3 separate regions of the Mus musculus genome follow, and all the other regions are linked to region 3. The links are chromatin contacts, called in public ChIA-PET and HiChIP or PLAC-seq maps. All regions are on one chromosome and are shown on one strand. The core of a region is the stretch at or near the end of the contact, and the rest is flanking DNA. Distances in the headings are between cores, read along the strand shown.

The links. ChIA-PET counts read pairs in DNA pulled down with a chosen protein or histone mark. HiChIP or PLAC-seq counts read pairs in DNA pulled down with a chosen protein or histone mark.
Region 1: a contact with region 3 is called in an RNA polymerase II ChIA-PET map of memory CD8 T cells, with 13 read pairs. The contact joins two enhancer-like sites. A contact is called at or near these places in 1 of 484 Hi-C or Micro-C datasets (CD4 T cells) and 1 of 115 datasets of contacts at active chromatin or transcription factors (memory CD8 T cells).
Region 2: a contact with region 3 is called in an H3K27ac HiChIP or PLAC-seq map of regulatory T cells, with 3 times the contacts expected there. The contact joins two enhancer-like sites. A contact is called at or near these places in 4 of 484 Hi-C or Micro-C datasets (CD4 T cells, Th2 cells and epidermal suprabasal cells) and 3 of 115 datasets of contacts at active chromatin or transcription factors (CD8 T cells, memory CD8 T cells and regulatory T cells).

The regions. Positions count from the first base shown.
Region 1 is chr15:62,167,609-62,172,302 of GRCm38.p6, reverse strand. The region is part of intron 1 of Pvt1 (Pvt1 oncogene); the gene reads right to left. Among named protein-coding and RNA genes, the nearest start is that of Pvt1, 130 kb to the right of the region's middle. Within about 2 kb of position 2,817, at least 65 of the 459 cell types and tissues checked have an H3K27ac peak or open chromatin away from gene starts, as enhancers often do. A contact at or near this core is called in memory CD8 T cells, where this site is marked.
Region 2 is chr15:61,410,620-61,415,206 of GRCm38.p6, reverse strand. No RefSeq gene overlaps it. Among named protein-coding and RNA genes, the nearest start is that of Gm24696, 55 kb to the right of the region's middle. Within about 2 kb of position 3,241, at least 12 of the 459 cell types and tissues checked have an H3K27ac peak or open chromatin away from gene starts, as enhancers often do. A contact at or near this core is called in CD8 T cells, Th2 cells, memory CD8 T cells and 1 more, where this site is marked.
Region 3 is chr15:61,669,051-61,673,608 of GRCm38.p6, reverse strand. No RefSeq gene overlaps it. Among named protein-coding and RNA genes, the nearest start is that of D030024E09Rik, 100 kb to the left of the region's middle. Within about 2 kb of position 3,143, at least 13 of the 459 cell types and tissues checked have an H3K27ac peak or open chromatin away from gene starts, as enhancers often do. A contact at or near this core is called in CD8 T cells, Th2 cells, memory CD8 T cells and 1 more, where this site is marked.

The DNA of each region.
Region 1 (4,694 bases), core at 1,568-4,067, 500 kb before region 3:
CAAAACAAAGGACTCAGTATCTGTGACAGGCAGATCCAGGCCACCCAAGATCCTTAAGAATTAAGAGACAAGAAGGCTGATTGGAAGCCCACTCCTTAGCCCTTTGGCTTTGGTATCTGCAGCAGAATTCCAAGTATGCTCAGGTCCCTCATCCTCTTCTCCACATCATAAGGCCAAAGGTAGGGCCATGTAATCTTCTTTGCAGCAAGGGGGGGGTGGGGGGGGAATATACAATGGCAAAGGAGCTTCAACAAAGATAAGCAGTGCCTGGGTAAGGCAGGGGGTCCATCATTAAAGGATGGAGATGGGAGACACAATCCATCACAACAGAGGCTCACCAGTTCTGTTCTCAGTAATTTAGCTTCCTCATCTGGGGCAGCTGGTTGTTTACTCGGACCGTGAGGCCAAATGGCCGCACAGATGTTGCCACGATCAGTCAGCCATGGGTAGCAGATCTTACACACTGAGCAGGAAACAATGAGCCTGCTAGAAAATAAGTGACCATGGATGGATTTCTCAGGAATCCATCCAAACACCATCTGACCACTGCAAATAGATCGGGCCGGTAGACTGGGGCACCTGTAGCAGCTGAGGAAAGCCAAATACCTGGCTGTTCAACCAAGACGTTTCTGAGCACAGGTGTGATGTCAGAGGGTATTTGCTCTCCCCAAAGAAGGCCCTGAAAAAGATCGAATACAGATACAGCTGGATGGTTCCAGGAGGGTTGGCCCAACCTGGCTCCCATCCTTGCTGAATTCTATGAAATCCATCAAGGCTAAGCATGAAAGCATCAGGGACAATCTCAGGACACTGGCTGCCAGGGGTCAAAATGAGAGTCCCAGTAAGTAGCAAGTATCTCTTCGGTTCTCTGACCCTGACTTGTATTCAAAGATAGATAGCAGCCGTGGTTACCTTCTTGGATGCTGAGGAAGTCAACACAATACAGCCCCAGCTCACAGTAGGGGCTTGATAAGCATTTTGTTATTCTCAGTGTCTAACTGCTGTCACTCATTGATCCTCCTGCTTAGTAAGGAGCTTTCTTAGAGAACTGGGTTAATTCTTACCATGGTGAGTGTTTGCTATCCCAGTGCTTGGTAGTTACAAGCAAGGCTGTTCTCACTCTACTATCTCTTCCCACTGCACCCTCTCCGCCTTCCGACTTCTGCCATATTGTAAGGCAGATGCAGTTGCCCAACCATGAACTAACTTCCCAAAGCCCAGAAACACAAACCTAAACAAGCATCTTTGCTTTATAAGTTACTAAGCCTCAAGCACTTGGAGACTTAGACACTTACTGAAAAGGGGCTTGAAAAGAAATAAATAGACCAAGATGTTTGCTTTGTTTTAAATACAAAAGAGGGACAAAACAAAAACAAAAAACAAAAACAAGCAAATAAAAACCAATAACAACAACAACAACAAAACACCAAAGAAATGAACACATTACTGTGTGAGCCAGCACTGAGCACGAAGCAGTAATCAGTCCCACGCAGCATCATGTTTCTTCCCTGGCACACAGCAGTCACTCATTCCTTGCACATATTCCTGTTTTCAGAAGATAGATGGGCTAAATCTTACAGAGCTGTCCAACCTTTTGCTATTGCGATATGATAGTGTCATCTATGAAAGTAGTGAACTGCATTAACAGCTATCGTAAGACTCAAGTGGCCTATTGGCCACAGGTTAGACACACCTGGTTCCAAATGGCTAAACTAGTATCCTGGGTAACACCTAAGGGTGTCAAAGATTTGATCACTAATTGGTGAGGTCATATATCCTTGACTCCCCAGCACAGCTAAAAAAAAAAAAAAAAAGCCATCGAGGAAAAACACCCTCAAGAAATGCAACTCAGGCAGTGTGTGAAGCCTTTCCTCTGCACAGCGGTGACCTAAAGAGAATGGCAGGGACTGCTATCAGTCCCAGTTAGGGCTTAAGAAGCCAAGGCTCAGAAGAGCCATGAACAGAACATTGGGGCTCCACAGAGGAGAAGCTCGGAGGGGTAGGGGAAGGTATAGCTTCTACAAACTGGGAACTGGAAGACGGGATGCTCTCAGGTCAGTGAGGGCCACTATGATTCTATGGAGAAAGGCTATTTGTCCCAAGAACTCTGGTTTCTAAGCCAAGCTCCCTGAGCAGTAGGCACACATGGGGTCAGGGTAACATCATGTGCGAAGAATGGAGCAGATAACAGGTGTAAACATGGTCACTGGTGAAACTGAGGATTCGGTGAAGTGTGGGAGGAAGAAGGGTCCTAGAAGGTCGATGGTGCCGGTAGATTTCCCTGAACCATGAGAAGCCCGTCATCTCACTGTTGTCCACCTCAAACTTTCCTTTTCATACCTACCCTTGCATTCACCTTTCTTTTATAAGAACCTTCCTACCATAGGGGTGTCAAGTGATGAAGTCACCACCCAAAGTAGTTTCATTTCTCCAACCTCAAAACCCTCCTTTCCTGCCGCACACTCACAGCTTGTCACCCAGAACATCAAAGCCATTGCTTTCCGGAAAGCTTCTCTGATCACCTGGGTGACTTGTGGAGATAAAAACAACCTACCCCACACTAGAGATCATCTACTTCCTGCTATGTCTTGGTCAAGGCAAGAGCTGGAAAATGGGGCCAGAGTGTACCAACAAACACTTCCCAAAGAGTTGTAAGGTCCCAACCCAAAAGCACTTTCTACCAAGGGCTCTTGCCAAGGCAGACAGTTGTACCAAGCTATCTCTGTCTTTTTCAAATAGAAACTATAATGGTCTCATGTTCACTCTGTAGAGTCTCTACTTACTGAACTGTAATGACAGCTCATTTGCATACAGGAAAAGTAAGTCAAGCAGTTACACACACTCTGGGCTGTAGTTTTTGGTGACTCACAGAAGAAAGCGTATAGATTATTTCCATTCGGCTCCATCCTCCAATTACTTAAGTGATGGAAAGTCACAGAGCCAATGGGACCCCTGGGGAAGTTCCAAGCTACTGGGAATTCAAACAGTTAATGTAAGTTTAGCAGGGAGTTTCCCGTGGTGCACAGGTGCACCATCAGGTGGGCCGTGATGGAGAGTCCCACCCCTGAGACACCTCGCACCTCATCTCAAGAAATGATCTTCTAGAAAGACAAGGAAATACCGAGTCCCAGGGCCCATGATCCAGGAAGTCACATCTCCAGGTCTACTCTTCCAGGAAGCCAGTGTTGAACCTACCTCATATTATAAACTTCCTATTTGTAGCCATGGTGCACGACTCGTATAAGGAGCTCAGTAGTAGAACATTGTCCAAATAGTAACCACTTGCTGAATGAATAGTGCTTGGGTGAAAACATTCCCTAAATACTGATTGCTTATTTTGTGCTAGGTACCATGCATCCATCATTAAAAACAGTTGCTTGGTACAACCAACTGACACTCAGCTGCCAGCTTCTTTGGAGACAACTTTAGCTGAACAGGGTCAGACTCAAGTATCCTTCCAGGCAAAGCTACATTGTCACTGATCAACCGTCATGCCACCACAATTCAGGACAGTTCTCAAAGAGCATTCTAGTGTGGTCTATGCAGAGCTCTCTCTGAGGCTATGCTATGCTCAGACACCTTCACAGCTTGATGGCTCCTTCCAATCCTGATTCCTTCCATGCGTTTCACAATTGTTGATCCCAATGTACTCCAGAGTAAGCATCCTGCTTATTAACCTACACACTGATACCTGCCTCAGAGAAAAATTCAGCATGTAAGATGCAGGATCTCATGACCCATCTGTGGTGGCCCAGGCCTGTAACCCCAGCATTCAGGCAACTGAGATATGACGATTAGTAATTCAGGCTAGCCTGGGTTAGATGGAAAGTTACAGGCCAACGAGGGTAGTTTTTTATTTGTTTTTGTTTTGTTTTGTTTGTTTTTTTACTTTGTTTATTTGGGTTTTTGTTTTGTTTTGTTTTTAATGATGGATTCTCAAGGCTCTGTGTTATCACATAAAAGCTCTAGTAAGGCAGGTAACATCCCTATAGATGAGGAAACAATGCATCGACAAGAGTATGGGATTCAAGGCTCACAACTATGACTAATGAGCAGGAGCTATGAAAAAGGTTCAGATCTTCATGTTTGTTGCAGTGTGTGCCTAAGTCCTAGGCCATTAGAGTCATACATGGTCTATCTTTGTTCCCCCAGCACACTATTCATGAAATAGCATAAGCAAAACGTTCCTCATGTGATTAGATGATGATTGGATGGACAGAATGTAATGTAATCATATATTTGTTGAACAAGGAAGTCAGCTGAACCTGCTATAGCATAAACGACCAACCACAGTGATTTGACACTCAGTGTGCAAAGCTTGGTGAACCTTTGGTTGTATAATGTGTAGGATTTAATGGCAAAGATAACAACTAAAGAACTCCTGAAAAACTTCCTGGAGGAGGCATGTGTGATTTACATGATTTGAAAGAAGGAGCGAGGAAGATGTACAAGGACACTGGGTTAATAAACCAGGCCTTTACTTTGCTATCCAATGAACAGGACACATGCTTCACACGACAGTCCAAAAATGCAAAGTGTGGAAGAATTCCACAGCCATAGCCTTCATTACTAGATCAGTGAACCATGGTGTTCCTGCGGTCCCTGTGGAGAGGTCACAGAAGGCCACCAACACATCACTATGGTCTAAATCCTCATTCCTATAGTGATGAGAAACTCTCAAGCTCCTGGAATCA
Region 2 (4,587 bases), core at 1,992-4,491, 260 kb after region 3:
TAGAATTGGGAACAAAACACCCATGGAAGTAGTTACAGAGACAAAGTTTGGAGCTGAGACAAAAGGATGGACCATCTAGAGACTGCCATACCTGGGGATCCATCCCATAATCAGCCTCCAAACACTGACATCATTGCATACACTAGCAAGATTTTCCTGAACGGACCCAGATATAGCTGTCTCTTGTGAGGCTATGCCTGGACTTAGCAAATACAGAAGTGGAAGATCACAGTTAGCTATTGGATGGATCACAGGGCCCCCAAGGAGGAGCTAGAGAAAGTACCCAAGGAGCGGGGTCTGCAACCCTATAGGTGGAACAACAATATGAACTAACCAGTACCCCGGAGCTCATGTCTCTAGCTGCATATGTATCAGAAGATGGCCTAGTCAGCCATTGGAAAGAGAGGCCCATTGGTCTTACAAACTTTATATGCCTCAGTACAGGGCCAAGAACTGGGAGGGAGGGGGAAGTGGAGTCGGGGGGGGGGGAGGGATGGGGGGACTTTTGGGATAGCATTGGAAATGTAAATGAAGAAAATACCTAATTAAAAAAAAAGAATAAGCCATTTTTCACTATTCCATAAAGAAGAATGCAGAGGACCACAGCATAGCTTCACGTTTCCCTTTCTATACTGATTCCTCCTGAACAACTGCTGCAGGTTAGAAGACAGAGACTTGTTCAAGGGCTAAATGTGAGATCATTAGCTAGGTGTGACCTGATTGTTATGTTAAGTCATCTTCTACCAAAATGAGTTTGAACTCAATGTCACCTAAATCTTTGACACAACAACTTTACTACCAAAAAAAAAAAAAAAAAAACCAAAAACCAAACCAAAACAAAAACCAAAATAAAACTTAAAAATTCTTCTCAAAACATGTTCTTTACTCAAAGAGTGCTAACAGATTTTTGTCTATTCTTGGTAACGGCTTTTTGTCTCTTCTGTATGTAGACACTATGTTGAGAAAAGGAATGTCAGTAAATTTCATCTTCAGTTAATATCACCGACGACAGAGGAAATATTGTATAGACATACATCAGACTGTAAGTGTATTTTTGGAAGTGGGGGACAAAGCTCCATTTCTAAAGTGCATGAGACATCGTCTCAGCCTCTATGAGGATTCATTAGAATTCTTACCAACATTTTTGTTAGTGACTGCCTATGAATGCACATCACTTTCCTCAGCCACTAATTAGCTTTAACTGTCATTTGTACGCAGTGTCAAATTTCCTGAGAAAGGGGTCTCACTTGAGAAATTACTCAAAAAAGATTAACCTGTGAGCATTTCTTTGAGGGATTGTCATGCTTGTTAATTAATGTAGGAGGACCCAGCCCACTATGGACAGCAATATTCCCTAGGCAGATGGACTTGTGATGAAAGCTAGCTAAGAAGGAACCTGTGAGTTAGCAAGCAGCATTCGTTCATGGTGTCTGCTTTATGTGTCTGCTTGAATTCTTGTCCTGACATCCTTCAATGATGAACCATAATGTGTAAGTTTTAATGCTTCCTTTCTTTCCCCAGACTGATTTTGATCAGAATGTTTGATCAGATCAACAGAAAGGAAACGACAGAAAAAAATCGTGAGAGGAACATGAAGGTAACACACTCATGGAGCAAAGATGAGAAACTTCAGAAAACTTCAGCATCCTGCACAAACGGAAGTAGAAAATTATTCTCAGGTGATGATACTCTTATTGATAAATAACATTTTCCATTTAAACTTTAATCTAGCATTAACATAGTCATCAGATAATAAATATTTGTATTTTTAATTTCACGATTTTGAAAAAGATACTAAGCATTCTGGAACAAACTAAAAATCAAGATTAAATTCATTAGAACTCATATTATATACATTCCTGTCTTTGTAACTTTCATTTTGTATGTGTAAATTACTCAGTGAAACTCACACATACATAAGCAGAGATGATGCATCCATAGCAGAGATGACTCAAATATTAGATTTGCTTTCTGAGTCCATTATGAGATGATAAGAAATTCTTGAAGGATAGAATTGTTGGAGATAGAAGGAAAAGAACTTGGAATAGAACTTTCTTGGAATAAGACACTACTTCTAGTTCTGAAGTCTTAGATCCTTCCAATATGTCTATGAAAACCCAGAGGACTATGATTGTTTCTCATCTTTAGGATTTTGTGTTTGTATTTCAAATGACCTCTACAGTTTTTATGCTCTATGAAGAATTCTCTTGCCCTTAACATGTACTGGATGGACTGCAGAACTGAGTTCATTATTATGCCATCACATTTGAACATGGAGACCATTATTCCTAGGCCCCATTGTTCATTATGCTAAATGGATCAATCCACAGCAATAGCATCTGGGAGCCTGTTAGAAATTCTAAATGCTGGGGGTATCTCTTGACTAATGCATCAGGATATGATTTTAAAAGATCCCGAGATCATTCTGACATACATAGAAAAGTTTGAGAAGCCTGAGTATAGAGAAATGGTTCATGGAAGACAATAGGCAGATTCATCACTTGGGCTAGAGAGAGATGCAAGTACCTACTTCTCTCCTACCTGGACCTACAACAGGAAGAACTTGCTAACCTAATTTGTTTGACTTTAGAACAGGGACTAAATTGCCAGAATGAAGACAAGAGTGATTCACATGAGTTAAAGTTTCCCAGCAATGTTAACTCATCCTGTCTTTACATGAATCTGAGAATCCATGATTTTTTGAATTCTTCACCATCGTAACCCTTTCCTTGGTCCTGCCCAGCTGAGTATTCAGGCTGAGCATTAGAGGAGATGACCCATTCTTTTCCCTCTAGTCTCCATTATTTTTTAGTAAACATCCATATCTATAGAGAAGTGAGTTTTCTGCATTTGTGTGTAATATCTTCTCTACTCTTTCCATTTACCTTCTGTAGTTTGATGATAAAATTGGGGAATAGGATTGATGAGGCCTTCCAGTCTATTAAAGAGGCCCTGTGACTTCACCTGCTTTACTGACTTAATAGCAGCAACACAGTTCAAGGAAATATAGACACTGTTTTTTTTCCTTTTTAAATTATTGTTCTATGTTCATATGGAGCCACAAAAGTGTAGTGGGAGTCATTGCTGCAATCTGCATTTCTTACTAGAGTCCCACATTGAAAGATATTTTGGTGCCTTTAGGTATTTATAGAACGTTGACTTATTTTCCACACAGACCATGCTCCCTGGAGCATGGCCCCTGTGTCAGAGAACTCTAAAGGAGAACGTTGAGTAGGTAGGCCACCACAATACCACAGACACTTCCCCAGGTGTGTGAACTGAAGAGGCTTCTGCACATAAGAGTTTTTGTTTCAAATCAGAATAATATTTTGCTTTCCATGGGATTAATGAGAAGGTTGTATTAACAAATGTGTAGGCCATGTACTTCTTGAAACACTAAGATAGATGTTTCGGTTGTTAAACTCTTAGTTGAATTTTAAGAATAATATAGAAATAATAATACATTTTGAACAAAAAAGAATCAGAAGTCTTAAGTGATTTCTCAAAAATGCCACAATCTATCAGTGCTGGATCTTGGGCTGGAAACACGGGGCCTCTTTTTCTTTTCATCTGCTTTTCTTGCATACAAAGCAGACGCACCTTTTTTTTTTTTTTTAAATGTTCTCTGACATTTGAACGATATCCCCTCTATCCTCCATTTATTTTCCAGCTTAACATCAATCCATCTCAGGTTCAGTCTCTTGGAACCTAATGCTTCACTCACATCATTATGGATCAGCTTCTTGCAGAGTTGGAGGTGAGGCAGCATCCAGAGTTGAAGCAGTTGTTTACCATTTGTATTTCAGGTGGATCAGCAAAATGGGACATCGAAGTTGAACCAAAGTCATAATAAAACATCCTGAGGTACATAAACACTCTGTAATAGACTAATACAGTTCCTCCAGGCACCAACAGAAACCTTGACTACTTCCCTTGACTACTTCAGTCAAATCTTCTGATAAAACCAAACCCAACTTGGAAACGTCCATGTATACAATGGACATGGCTGTTTCCAGAGAAGACTGCCCTTCAGGAGCTGCATGGAGCTACTTGAGTGCACTAAACACTGTCTAAAGCTGATTATCAAGAGAAGCATGATAAAAATCAGAAGCTCAAACATTCGGGAATGAGGTATACCTGACATGTCCTAAAGGTCTATCTTTTAAACTCAGGAAAGGTCTCTTGAAACTTTCAGATCCTCCTTCACTGAATCAACTCTTAGACTACTCAAAACTGGAGTGTTAACCTCTTTTTTTCCAAGATGACTGCCCTAGGTAGCAAATAACCTTGTCTCATATTTGCAGAGTTTTTTCACTGTACCATTTAAAACCTCTCCCCGGTGGCCAGTGTGTGACCCAATCCTGAATTCATTCATTCTTCTAGTAATTCTGTAATTTAAAATGTTTGAATACCTTACACTATCTTTTATAAATTAGATTCCAGTTTTCAGAAGGAACACAATGTTGAAGAACACTTGTTTATAAATCTATAGATTTCTAAGAGTTGATAATCTTTTACTCACAAGTATCAAATATTTCTTAAGTAAATTTTCTGTCAAATGCAAGGATGTATGGGGGAAAATTAAAG
Region 3 (4,558 bases), core at 1,894-4,393:
CCTGTATGCCAAATTCTGTACAAAGATGCATTGACATATGTAAAATAGGTCATTGTAACTCTCTTGTGATTTTCTGTTTTGTTTGTTTGTTTGTTTTGTTTTTGGAGCAATTTAGATATCTGTCCTCTCCACATTTTCTGTATCCATTCCTCTGTTGAGGGACATCTGGATCCTTTCTGGCTATTTTAAAAAAGGCTACTATGCCCCAGTACAGGGAAATGCCAGGGCCAGGAAGCAGGAGTGGGTGGGTTGAGAAGCAGGGCGGAGGGAAGGTATAGGGGACTTTTGAAATATAACTGAAGAAATTATCTAATAAAAAACTAAAAAAAAAATACTGACCTGACTTAGTTAAATTTTAAACATTGGATGAGATGAAGAAATCAGTGGGAAAAAAAAGGCCACTATGAAAATAGTGGAGCATGTGTCCTTATTACAAGTTGGAGCAATTTCTGTGTATATACCCAGGAGTGGTATTGCTGGATCTTCCAGTTGTACTATGTACAATTTTCTGAGGAACAGCCAAACTGATTTTTATCATGGGTGTCCCAGCTTGCAATCCCACCAGCAATGGAGGAGTGTTCCTCTTTCTCCACATCCTTGCCAGCATCTGCTGCCACCTGAGGTTTTGATTTTAGCCATTCTGACTGGTGTGTGATGGAATCTCAGGGTTGTTTTGATTTACATTTCCGTAATGACTAAGAATGTTGAACATTTTTAGGTGCTTCTCAACTATTCGGTATTCCTCAGTTGAGATTTGTTTGTTTAGCCCTGTACCCCATTTTTTAATAGGGTTATTTGTTTCTCTGGAGTCTAACTTCTACAAAATTCTGTATGGTAGGGACTAGGAAAAGAAACTGACTGGAGTGTTTTATCATGAAATAGTTTTCCCACATAACTTGTGAACATGGCCAAGGACTCAGTGGGAGGGGATTCAAGTATTCACCCTCCTCTACCTCATACACTCACAGAGCCCTCCCCTTTGTCTTCTTTTTCTTACTATTGCACATACTTTTTTCAGCTGTAATTGAAGGACTAGATTCCAGTATACTTGTTGAAATATTTTTTTCCCATTGAAACATATATATTTTTAAGCAATGTAATTTTTGTGTAAAAAATTTCATGGGAAAATCCAGACAAATATAAACAACAAAATATAAATGAGCCATACTCTCATTGTGGAGAAATAATTAGTGCTCGGGTTTCGATGGGTAGAATAGTCTCATGTCTTAGTCCCTTCTTTGATGCCATTATTATAATCCAGGGATCTCTGCAGTCTAGTCTTGACTGCTATTATGGTAAAGGCTCTCTACTTCATTGGAAACATATAATTATTAGGGAATATGAGAGCTTTAGACATAATCTTCAAAAATTGTTAAGTGTAATTCTATTCAAAACCAATTGTGATATTTTTCTTAACATTTCTTCTCATTATTAGGGTATTTAAAATATTACAAATATACATCACAAGATTGATTGATTGATTGATTGATTGATTGTATATGTGGCATATGTGCACATGTACACATTATGTTTGTGTGTGTATATGGACCATTGTAATTCAGAAGAGAACTAGGGATCTTCTGAAACTGTAATTATAGCTATTTGCAATCCTAGGTGGGAGCTGGAGAGCAAACCCCACTCTTCTGAAAGAACATCAAGTGCTCTTAAACATTTCGCCATCTCTCCACCCCTACACATGAATTTCTAAAATTTCTATTTATCCCAGACCAGTCATATCTCCATCATATCATATCTCACATATAACCTTTATTCCTCTCCTCTAATCTTTTTGTTACATTCTTTTTAATTCCCTCTCTTCTTTGCTCATGACATAGACTCACAGTAACAGAGAGGGATTGGAAACTATACTAAGCAAGAAAGAAACTCACTTAAATGTTCACTACCTTCACGTTTCAGCAATTCCTTACTAACTATTCTGATCACACCTTATAGAAATATAGTTGGCATGAATGACCTTTCCTTTGGAGGATAATAGAGAGGAAAGAAGAGCCTGCAGTACAAAGGACAGAAAAAGAGTTAGCAAAGACAAAGTTCTTGTTAGAAAATGTCAACAATAAAAGTAGGCTTGAAATCCTATCATCTACTTGAATGAATCTCATTTACTCTTATCAGAAGTATTTTCCTTAGTGCTTCAAGTAAGTAATAATATTTAAATATTATTCTTTTGTTGCACATCTAAATCCAAAGGAGTTTTATGTTAATGTTGGTATTATATGATAAGTGTGCTTGATAATATTTTGTATAATTTTAACAAATGTTACCTGAAAAATGACCATGGAAAGGTGTTGAACCATTTTGATAATTTCTCCCTCTTTCCATCATTTTGGTGTTGAACTAATGTTTTCTCTCATTTCTATGTTAAGATCAAGAAGAGAGCAAACATGAATTCCTCAGATTTTTTCCTTTTAAAGGAGATAATTCTGTACTTTCTGTTTGCAGTTGTAGTCTGGGAATATAGTTCAGTCGACTGCCTTAAGCTACAGACTAAATGAAAACAGGAAAGAAGAAACCAGCCTTGTAAAAGAATATGTTTTCACAAGTTGGCAGTCTACTCTAAGCCTAGAAATTTCTCCATAATTACAAGAAAACACATGGATTTCTGAAGAGCTTGGTCTTTTTTTGAGTGTTGGACACATAAATGTAATTATGTTGCCTTAAAAGTTTTGTAACTTTGACAACTTCTTGAATATTCTTCACATGGGAGGGGAGTGCATTAAACTGGGTGGTGGATTTATACAGGAGGAAAAAAGAGGGGGAGGAAACCAGAAGGAAGAGGATGTGGGTTTTTGTCGCCTTAAAATTCAGCTGAAATCTGCAGGAAACTCAAGCAAAGAAATTACGAAGTCTTAAGGTGATCTTCGAAAGGAACAAACAACCCTGGGGTCACTTCAAAATTCAATCTTCTCTGATAGATGGGATGAGTCAAGTGAACAAATCCTGGTGTCTTTCGTAAGCTTTACAAAGCATCATGTTTAATCTTTGCATTCTTCGATCTCTCCTTTGCAATTACTTTCAAATATAATTTGTTGCTTATTTGTATAACACGTGGTTATTGACAGGGTCTTACGTGTCATGCTCTAATTTTGGTTCTGAACATCATAGGTATGAACTTGTCAGGGAAAGTTTCTTATGCAGCCTCTGCATATATGATGGGAGAAAGTTCCCCATTGATTGAAAAAGGATTAAGCTAATATAGCAGAGTGATGGGTTAGGAATGGTGTTGGGCAGGGGAGGGTCTCTGAGAAAGGGAGGGATTCAGAAACTGTGAGACTGGAGGATGGAACCAGTTCTTCCAGATTTGAATGCAGAGAGCTCCTGGCTAAGGGACCAAGAAGAGAAAAATGTTTGGAGGTAGTGTCTTGGTAGTCTATTATTGGATAGCACATTATTTTAAGGCATTTATTGTGTTGCAGTTTCTTGGTGTCAGAAATGCCAGCATGACTTAGCTGGAAGCTCTGGATCAGGGTTTCTTTGAAGCTGAAATGAAGACATTGGCTGGGCTCTTGCCACTTAGTGGCTGAAATGGCTTTGGGATGGAAAGATGGTATGGCTTTGAGCTTGTTCATACTCTTGGCGGCAAAATTTACCTTCTTTAGGTTAAACTGGGGGATAGGCATATATGTCCTTACCAGTATAGTTTTTGCTCTGAGCAAGTGGCAGCTTGTAGCATGGATGTTTCCTTCATCAGAGCAAGAAAGAAAGCAAAAGGAGTAAGTCACCACAATGGGGGCTACTGTCTTTTATATCCTGACTTTGTGTGTGATATTCCATCACCTGTGCATGGCATGCTCTGTTCGTGAGAAGCAAGTCACTAGGTTCTGAGTTGAGGATTCCTGAAAGGTGTTAGCTTGAAGGAGAAGAGTTTCTAGAGTTTAAATTCCTAGGAGCTTCAAAAGGCTAGCGGTTGCTATGCATACAAAGGCACAGAGGCAGCACTAGAGAGGCTTGAACCTGCTGAGTGTTACAGTAGGGGTATGGGGTGTGGTATATGGGGAACCTGCTGAGTGTTAGCATAGGGGTATGGAAGAAACCTCAACACAATACATGTCTTATGTAATATGTTATGCAACACTAGGCTACCAAGATATCACCTCTAAACAGTTTCTCCTCTGGGTCCCTCAGCCAGGAGCTTTCCTTTCATTCAGATCTTGAAGACTTGGCTTTATCCTTCAGTCTCTGAGTTTCTTAATCCCTCCCTCTTTCAGATACCCTCATGTGTCATCAAAAAGAAGACTCGAGGAAGACGATGGGGATTGGGCAGGTCAAGGAAAGTTCTACAGAAACTTGCTGATGGGAGTTTGCAAAGAAGTTTTGCAGTGGTTAAAATTCTAATCAGACCATCCAATTTAGGTTGCCACAGTCATGTGAGTAGTAGGAGGGATAGACTGACAGTTGGGAACAAGTTAGGATCCATTTTCACTGTTCATTTGAAGATGGGGTATCTTATACACAGAAGGAAATCTAGCTATAGGAAAGAGGAGGACAGAATGAATTGTACTTTGGAACAAAATAAATAGGAGTTGTTATTGGCTTAGAT